Regions from separate parts of the Mus musculus genome. Here region 2 is linked to region 1. Evidence: chromatin contacts called from public promoter capture Hi-C data. All regions are on one chromosome and are shown on one strand. The core of a region is the stretch at or near the end of the contact, and the rest is flanking DNA. Distances in the headings are between cores, read along the strand shown.

Region 1 (3,001 bases), core at 179-2,678:
GTACTGGTTAGTTCATAATGTTGTTGCACCTACAGGGTTGCAGATCTCTTTAGCTCCTTGGATACTTTCTCTAGCTCATCCATTGGGAGCCCTGTGATCCATCCAATAGCTGACTGTGAGCATCCACTTATGTGTTTGCTAGGCCCCGGCCTAGTCTCACAAGAGACAGCTATATCAGGGTCCTTTCAGCAAATGCTTGCTAGTGTATGCAATGGTGTCATCGTTTGGAGACTAATTATGGGATGGATCCCTGGATATGGCAGTCTCTAGATGGTCCATCCTTTTGTCTCACCTCCAAACTTTGTCTCTGTAACTCCTTTTATGGGTGATTGTTTCCAATTCTAAGAAGGGGCAAAGTGTCCACACTTTGGTCTTCGTTCTTCTTCAGTTTCATGTGTTTTACAAATTGGCGAGGCACTTTCTTAAAATTAATTAATTAATTAATTAATTAATTAAAAACCCATACAAAACAAAACAACAACAAACCCAAAATCCATTTCATCAAAGTGGACATAAACTTAGGAGTTCTCTGTACACCTTTACCAGAGTCTCAATTTTGTATTGCAAGGAATGTTTTTAGTTATTTGACGCTGCTCTTTACTTTTGAACACATTAGAGAATCTCCAGGTGGGCAGGGCTGAGAGCTTGTCAGGAGTCGGTCCCTGGCAGCCAGATAGAGTAGGAAAGGTGGACCACCTTCCAAGATATGGCTTACAAATCATGTGAAGAAGTGAACCCTCCATTAGCCTTAGCACAGACAAGAACCTAGGGAAGAAAACTAGGGGGAAGGGTCTGGTGATGATCCCCCTCTGTGCTACTTCTGAGGCTGACTCTCCTGTGTGTCCCAGGTTGTGTTTCAGAGCTGGAGAGACAAAACACTGACATTTAAAACAGGACATAAGTTCCCTCGTGTGAAAGCCAATAACGGACAGCTATTGCTAGTTCGGCTGTCTTTATTTTAAACCCAAACTCTGAACGTTTTCTAAAGCAAAATGCATTCTCCTGGTCACCTGTCCTCATGGTTCTTGTCATGTGAGTTGGGCACTTTGTGGCTTGAACACCCAATCCTCCTGCTGGGGTAACAGGTGGCCACCCAAACCACTGATGGGGTGGTTTCCAGGGCCGAGGCCTGAGTGTGCACTCGGTCACCATAATTGGCACTGGGAAGCTGAGGCCATCAGAGCCAACAGTTGATGTCCTTATGGGATAAATCTGATAAGAAACACAAATGTTTAGTTTCTTCATATGACGAAGAGAGATCCTTTGTGGTTTGGTTGTTTATCAAATTGCAAATACATAAAACAGAAAATGAAACTGTCCCAGGTGGAAGCCACTTCTCCCCGAGTATTACGTGTCAGCTGTGGGGTTTGGCTAAACCCTATAAGAGATGCTGGGACATTCCTTCAGTGGCCAAGTGGGGGGTCAGTGGAGTAGACAGCAATGGCACTCAGTAAAATATCTCCTACAGAAGGTTCTAGAAGGATCCTTGAAGACCACCACATAGATGAAGATGTGGGCTTTGCTCTACCACATCCACTGGTAAGAAAAGTGAAAATCTGCTTTGTCCTCATTATTTATCTCGACAGATGAATTTCTAAGTAAGCAGCTCTGTCTCAGGTTCTCTTAAGCGAATGAGTGATGTCAAATTCAGAGCCCACTTACAAAAAGGGAGCCTGGCTGCTCTTCAGTGTTTCTTCTTCTTCTTCTTCCTCAAAATCCAGCCCTTACTTTCTTAACCTGGAAATGTGAAGTGGTGAGGGAAGGGGCACATGAGAAGTCTTTTTAGTTTCGTGAAGGAAACGGGCTCATAGAAGGGAAGCCAGTTTGTCACAATGACTTTTCCAGCACGGTGTCCTGAAACAGCAACATTCAAATGCCCAGAGCCATAGAAACATTTCTCTTCTGAACCTTATCAAATGGATCGATCTGTGCTCCTCACTGATTTCAGTATATGAGATGATAGATCAAGCAACTTTTGTTTCATACTAATAATGCTTGTGGTTTGCCAAGCATAATCCAAAGGAAGGTATGAACAACCTTGATTGTGCTTTTGTGCAAGTTTTGGAATCCAAGTGCGGTGCATGTGGGGGAAATGCCTCGTGTCTCAACCAGGTACAGTGGGAAACAACTATAGTTCCATCACCCAGGAGTCAGAGGCAGGGGCATAGCCTCAAATTCAAGGCCAGACAGTCTTAAATAAAACAAAAGCTGAGAACGCACTGAACAAACAAAAATTATGTCATTAAATTGGACTGCAAAAACGCCACGCATACCAATTTATCATTCACATCTTCATTATCAACACTTACGGAAAATAGCAAAGAAGCAAAATACTCGTTTAGAGGTGCCCCATGCTCACCTAGTCTCACTAAGACCCGAACAGAGTAAGTAGTCAGTCGCACGTTTTGAGCTCGGGTGACTCTAGGACCCAGACGCAAAGAGCCATGGAGCCAGGAAGGCACAGATCTAGGGGCAGTGGGCTAGAGACTGGGATCAGATATGGAAAACCAAGGCAGTTCCCGGGAAGGCGAGGCACGGGTACACTGCAGAATTAAGGGTAGCAGCGAGCCTGTATCAGCTCGCCCAGCCGGGAGCGATCTGAAGCATGCACCCCGCAGTGCTCACGAGGAGCATCCTGCGCAGCTCCCATCCAATCCAGTGGCTTGCTGCTTGGGGCGGGACTACAGTTTAGCATGCAGCCTCAGGCTCTCCCGTCTTTGGGCACCAAGCCTGATATCCTTGCTACAAGTGTCCTGGCGCCTGCATCTTTGGGTGCCCTGGCGTGCCTGGTTTTGAGGTTTTCGTGTATCCGGTCACGAATGTGGAACTGACCACCTCAGGGTTTAGCGCTGCAGTTCTCAACCTTCTTAATGCTGAAACCTTTTCTAAAGTTCCTCATGTTGTGATGACCCCGGACGGTAAAATTATTTTCGTTGCTACGTCACAACTGTAATTTTGCTACTGTTTTGAATTGTAATGTAAGTATCTGTGTTTTCCGATG
Region 2 (3,001 bases), core at 300-2,799, 920 kb before region 1:
GCCGGAGACACTACAAGAGGAGGCACAGGAGGTGTGGAGAGGGGGTCTGGGCCAGAGAAGCAACAAGCGGGCAGAAGAGGGCTCCTCCGCACCGGACAAGTTCTCCTCATTTCCTCCACTTCCCAGAACGATCCAGACCCCGAGACCCCCCACCCCCCGCTTCTCCAGACCCCTTCAAGAGTCCTCTAGGTCTAAGATAAAATAGAACATTACCACCACCACCACCATCACCCCTCAAAAGGGGGGGGAATCTTTGCTCGCTCTCCGCTAAAGCCGATTCAGCCATTTGGTGACGACACCTCCTTCAAACCTATTCCAAGACAAGCTAGCCTTCCCCGCCACTTCCTTTCCTCTTCAACCCCCCAACCTGGACCCCAGACTTGCCCGGAGGTAGGAAAACACTTGAAAAGATCCCAGATGTAGGGTGTTGAGCTTAAAGCCACCGGCTGAAACGGGGTGAATCCGCAAGAGGACCAAAAGATAGATGATGTACACACACACACACACACACACACACCCTCCATCTCCCGGCCCATTCCCGCCCTCCTCCCCAGTAGGGAACACACAGCTTCCGCCGCCTTCTCCTGGGCCAAGAGGGTCGGGGTCTGGACTCGGAGCGCAGCAGCCTCCTCGCTAGCTCCGGAGCGCGAGTTGGCGGAAAAGTTAGGCAGCGGGCAGCAGCAGCGGGCCCAGCGCGCGGGGAGGGGGCGCGGGCAGCGACACTGGCCGAGGGAGGAGGGACAGGGGCGCCGGGGAGGGAGCGGAGTCGGGGGTGGGGTGGGGGATTGGAGGAGGGAGGCGCGGGCTGCGACTGGCGAAGCGCGGGGGCCGCTCGGGACGCCCAGCCAGCCGGCTCTGCGGGCGCCGGCGACTCTTACCTCACTTGGCGCTGCGGTCCCGCCTCTGGAGAGCTCGCCGTGGCGCGGCGGGTGTCTGTGTCTTGCGCTCCCGCCGCTCGTCTCCGGGCTCCGTTCAGATCCTGATGGGGTCTCGAGGGCTCCGCGGCCGAGGCACGACTCCCGGCGGCACTCCGAGCCGGGCGCCTCCAGCCCGGGCGGGAACAATGGAGCCGAAGCTGGTGCCCCGGAGGCGGGGCGGGGGGGAGGGCTCGGGTCCGCCGCCCGGGGTCCCCAGATCGTGCGCCCCCCGCTCTCCAGTACGCAGCGGCGGCGGTGGCGGCGTCTCAGGCTTCTGGCAGCCCGAGTTCCATCACCCCTCCTGGGGCTCCGGCGTGCATTGACTGCAGCACGGCTGTGGTGCGCCCCTGGGACCTGAGAAAAGTCCTCGGTCTCCGCTGCTTTTCCAGCTGCGGCGCGCGCTCGCGGCCGGGAAAGGCGAGGTCGCCGCAATGCGCTAAGCACAGTCTCAGTCCAGTCCGGACGTCTCGGCCCCGCTTCCCTGCGCAGCCCGGGTCCTCTGCACGCAGCGGCTGCACCAGGGTTCCGGCTCCCGTTCCGCGCCGCCCGCAGCGGAGAGCCCCGCCAAAGTACCCGCAGGAGCGCTCCGAGCGCTGTGCGCCGGCGAGGCGCGAGGGCTCGCTCTCTCACTCCCACCCGGCGCTAGTCCCACCTCCTCCTCCTCCCCTTGCAGTTGCCTGCTGGGCCTTGTAGTTCTCAAGCTGCAGCCCCGGAGAAGCCTGGAGCGAGCAGAACTGCTCTACAGTCTGGTCTAACTTGAGTTTTCGCCTGGAGGGCGCCCGAATTTCAGACTGTGTGTAGATCAGCGATTTGGGGACAGGAGTGGAGGGTGGGGAGGGGCGGGTGCCTGGCTATAATTTTGAGGTTGCACTGGGCAACTTGGTCTTTGGTTATCTCTGTGCCTTGGGGTATGATTTTCGTGCTCTAAATCTCGGTTTTCCCGTCTCTAAAAGGAATAAATAGGACCCTCACATAGCTTACAATATACGAACTGTTTTTATTGATGGATCGGTTGACTTTCCCCCTCAGACCCTTTCCTTGGATCTCAACTTTCCCCAGCCACATAATTTAGGTTTTGTGGTTCACGCTGGAATGGACCCTGCAAATTCTACAGTGCTGTTCATGGTAGCCTTAGAAATCACCAGCTTTCAGGAAGCAACCGAAGAGAGGAGGGGTTTTTGTTTTTTTTTTTTTTCGGATGGGGGGGGATGTTTGTTTACTTGCTTGCTTGTTTTGTTTTGTTTGCCTTAGGAATTAATCAGAGTCAAACCAGAGCCTCCACAGTATACTATGAACCTCAAAGAAAATCGCTGAAATGCCCTTCCCACCAGGTCCCTCCACAGAGATGTTAATCTGTGGCTCTTTAATCCAATGAGTCCAGTGGACGTGAATCATATTGAGATTGTTAAAAAATAAAAATTTTTGATCCTGCTTGGACATGAGAAATCCCGATGTTTTGATGAAGCATGCTAACAATTCTGAGACAGCCAGTGGGGCCTTCGCCTCGTTGCAGGAGCTCACTTTCCAGCAGTCTAAAATGATGATGTACATATGCAATCCTAGCCCTGGAGGGTCAGAGACTTAAGATCACCGTTGGCCACATAGGGACTGAGACGACAGCCTGTGCTTACAGACCCTGTCTCAAACAAATCAAACACAGGGGTTGGCGATGCAGCTTTGACAAAGGCAAAGACAGTGCTTTGATTCCAGCACACTCTAGACCTGACTAGGTGGTTGGTACCTGTTGGTTTGCTGCATAGCAGTGGGGTGGGGGCTCTGCAAATTTTCCTGGTGACTGTGATGTGATGTCTACTTGGGGACCACTGGAAGGGTGGAATATGTCACACTAGGTGTGAATTCCACCACTCAAAGACTTTGGGCATGTCACGAATCTGATAAGATCTAGTCCCTCTATGGGTCTCCCCCATGAGAAGCAGACTGAATGAATGTAAGTGTGCCAAAAGGGTCACACATGTGAAAGCCATCATGAGGGGGACTGTTCTATTCCGCTTCCACAGAGCAAGCCATGACAGCTTGAATACCAAACAATCCAACTCTTCCCTCCACATTGAAGACTAAGAGTT

What was found. Promoter capture Hi-C pulls out the DNA fragments that hold promoters and counts their contacts.
Region 2: a contact with region 1 is called in a promoter capture Hi-C map of the C10 cell line. The contact joins the promoter of Fgfr1 here to the promoter of Ido1 in region 1. A contact is called at or near these places in 2 of 39 promoter capture datasets (both in the C10 cell line) and 1 of 9 other capture datasets (liver).

The regions. Positions count from the first base shown.
Region 1 is chr8:24,595,379-24,598,379 of GRCm38.p6, reverse strand. Ido1 (indoleamine 2,3-dioxygenase 1) reads left to right here and starts at 1,428. Exons shown (of 10, transcript NM_008324.2): 1 at 1,428-1,539. The coding sequence starts at 1,441. It overlaps Gm51565 (a long non-coding RNA gene), which reads right to left and starts at 2,769. Exons shown (of 2, transcript XR_003947523.1): 1 at 2,360-2,769; 2 at 936-1,737.
Region 2 is chr8:25,517,307-25,520,307 of GRCm38.p6, reverse strand. Fgfr1 (fibroblast growth factor receptor 1) reads right to left here and starts at 1,549. Exons shown (of 18, transcript NM_010206.3): 1 at 879-1,549. Gm31288 (a long non-coding RNA gene) reads left to right here. Exons shown (of 3, transcript XR_003947368.1): 3 at 1-620. RefSeq lists promoters at 1,410-1,624, 1,410-2,384.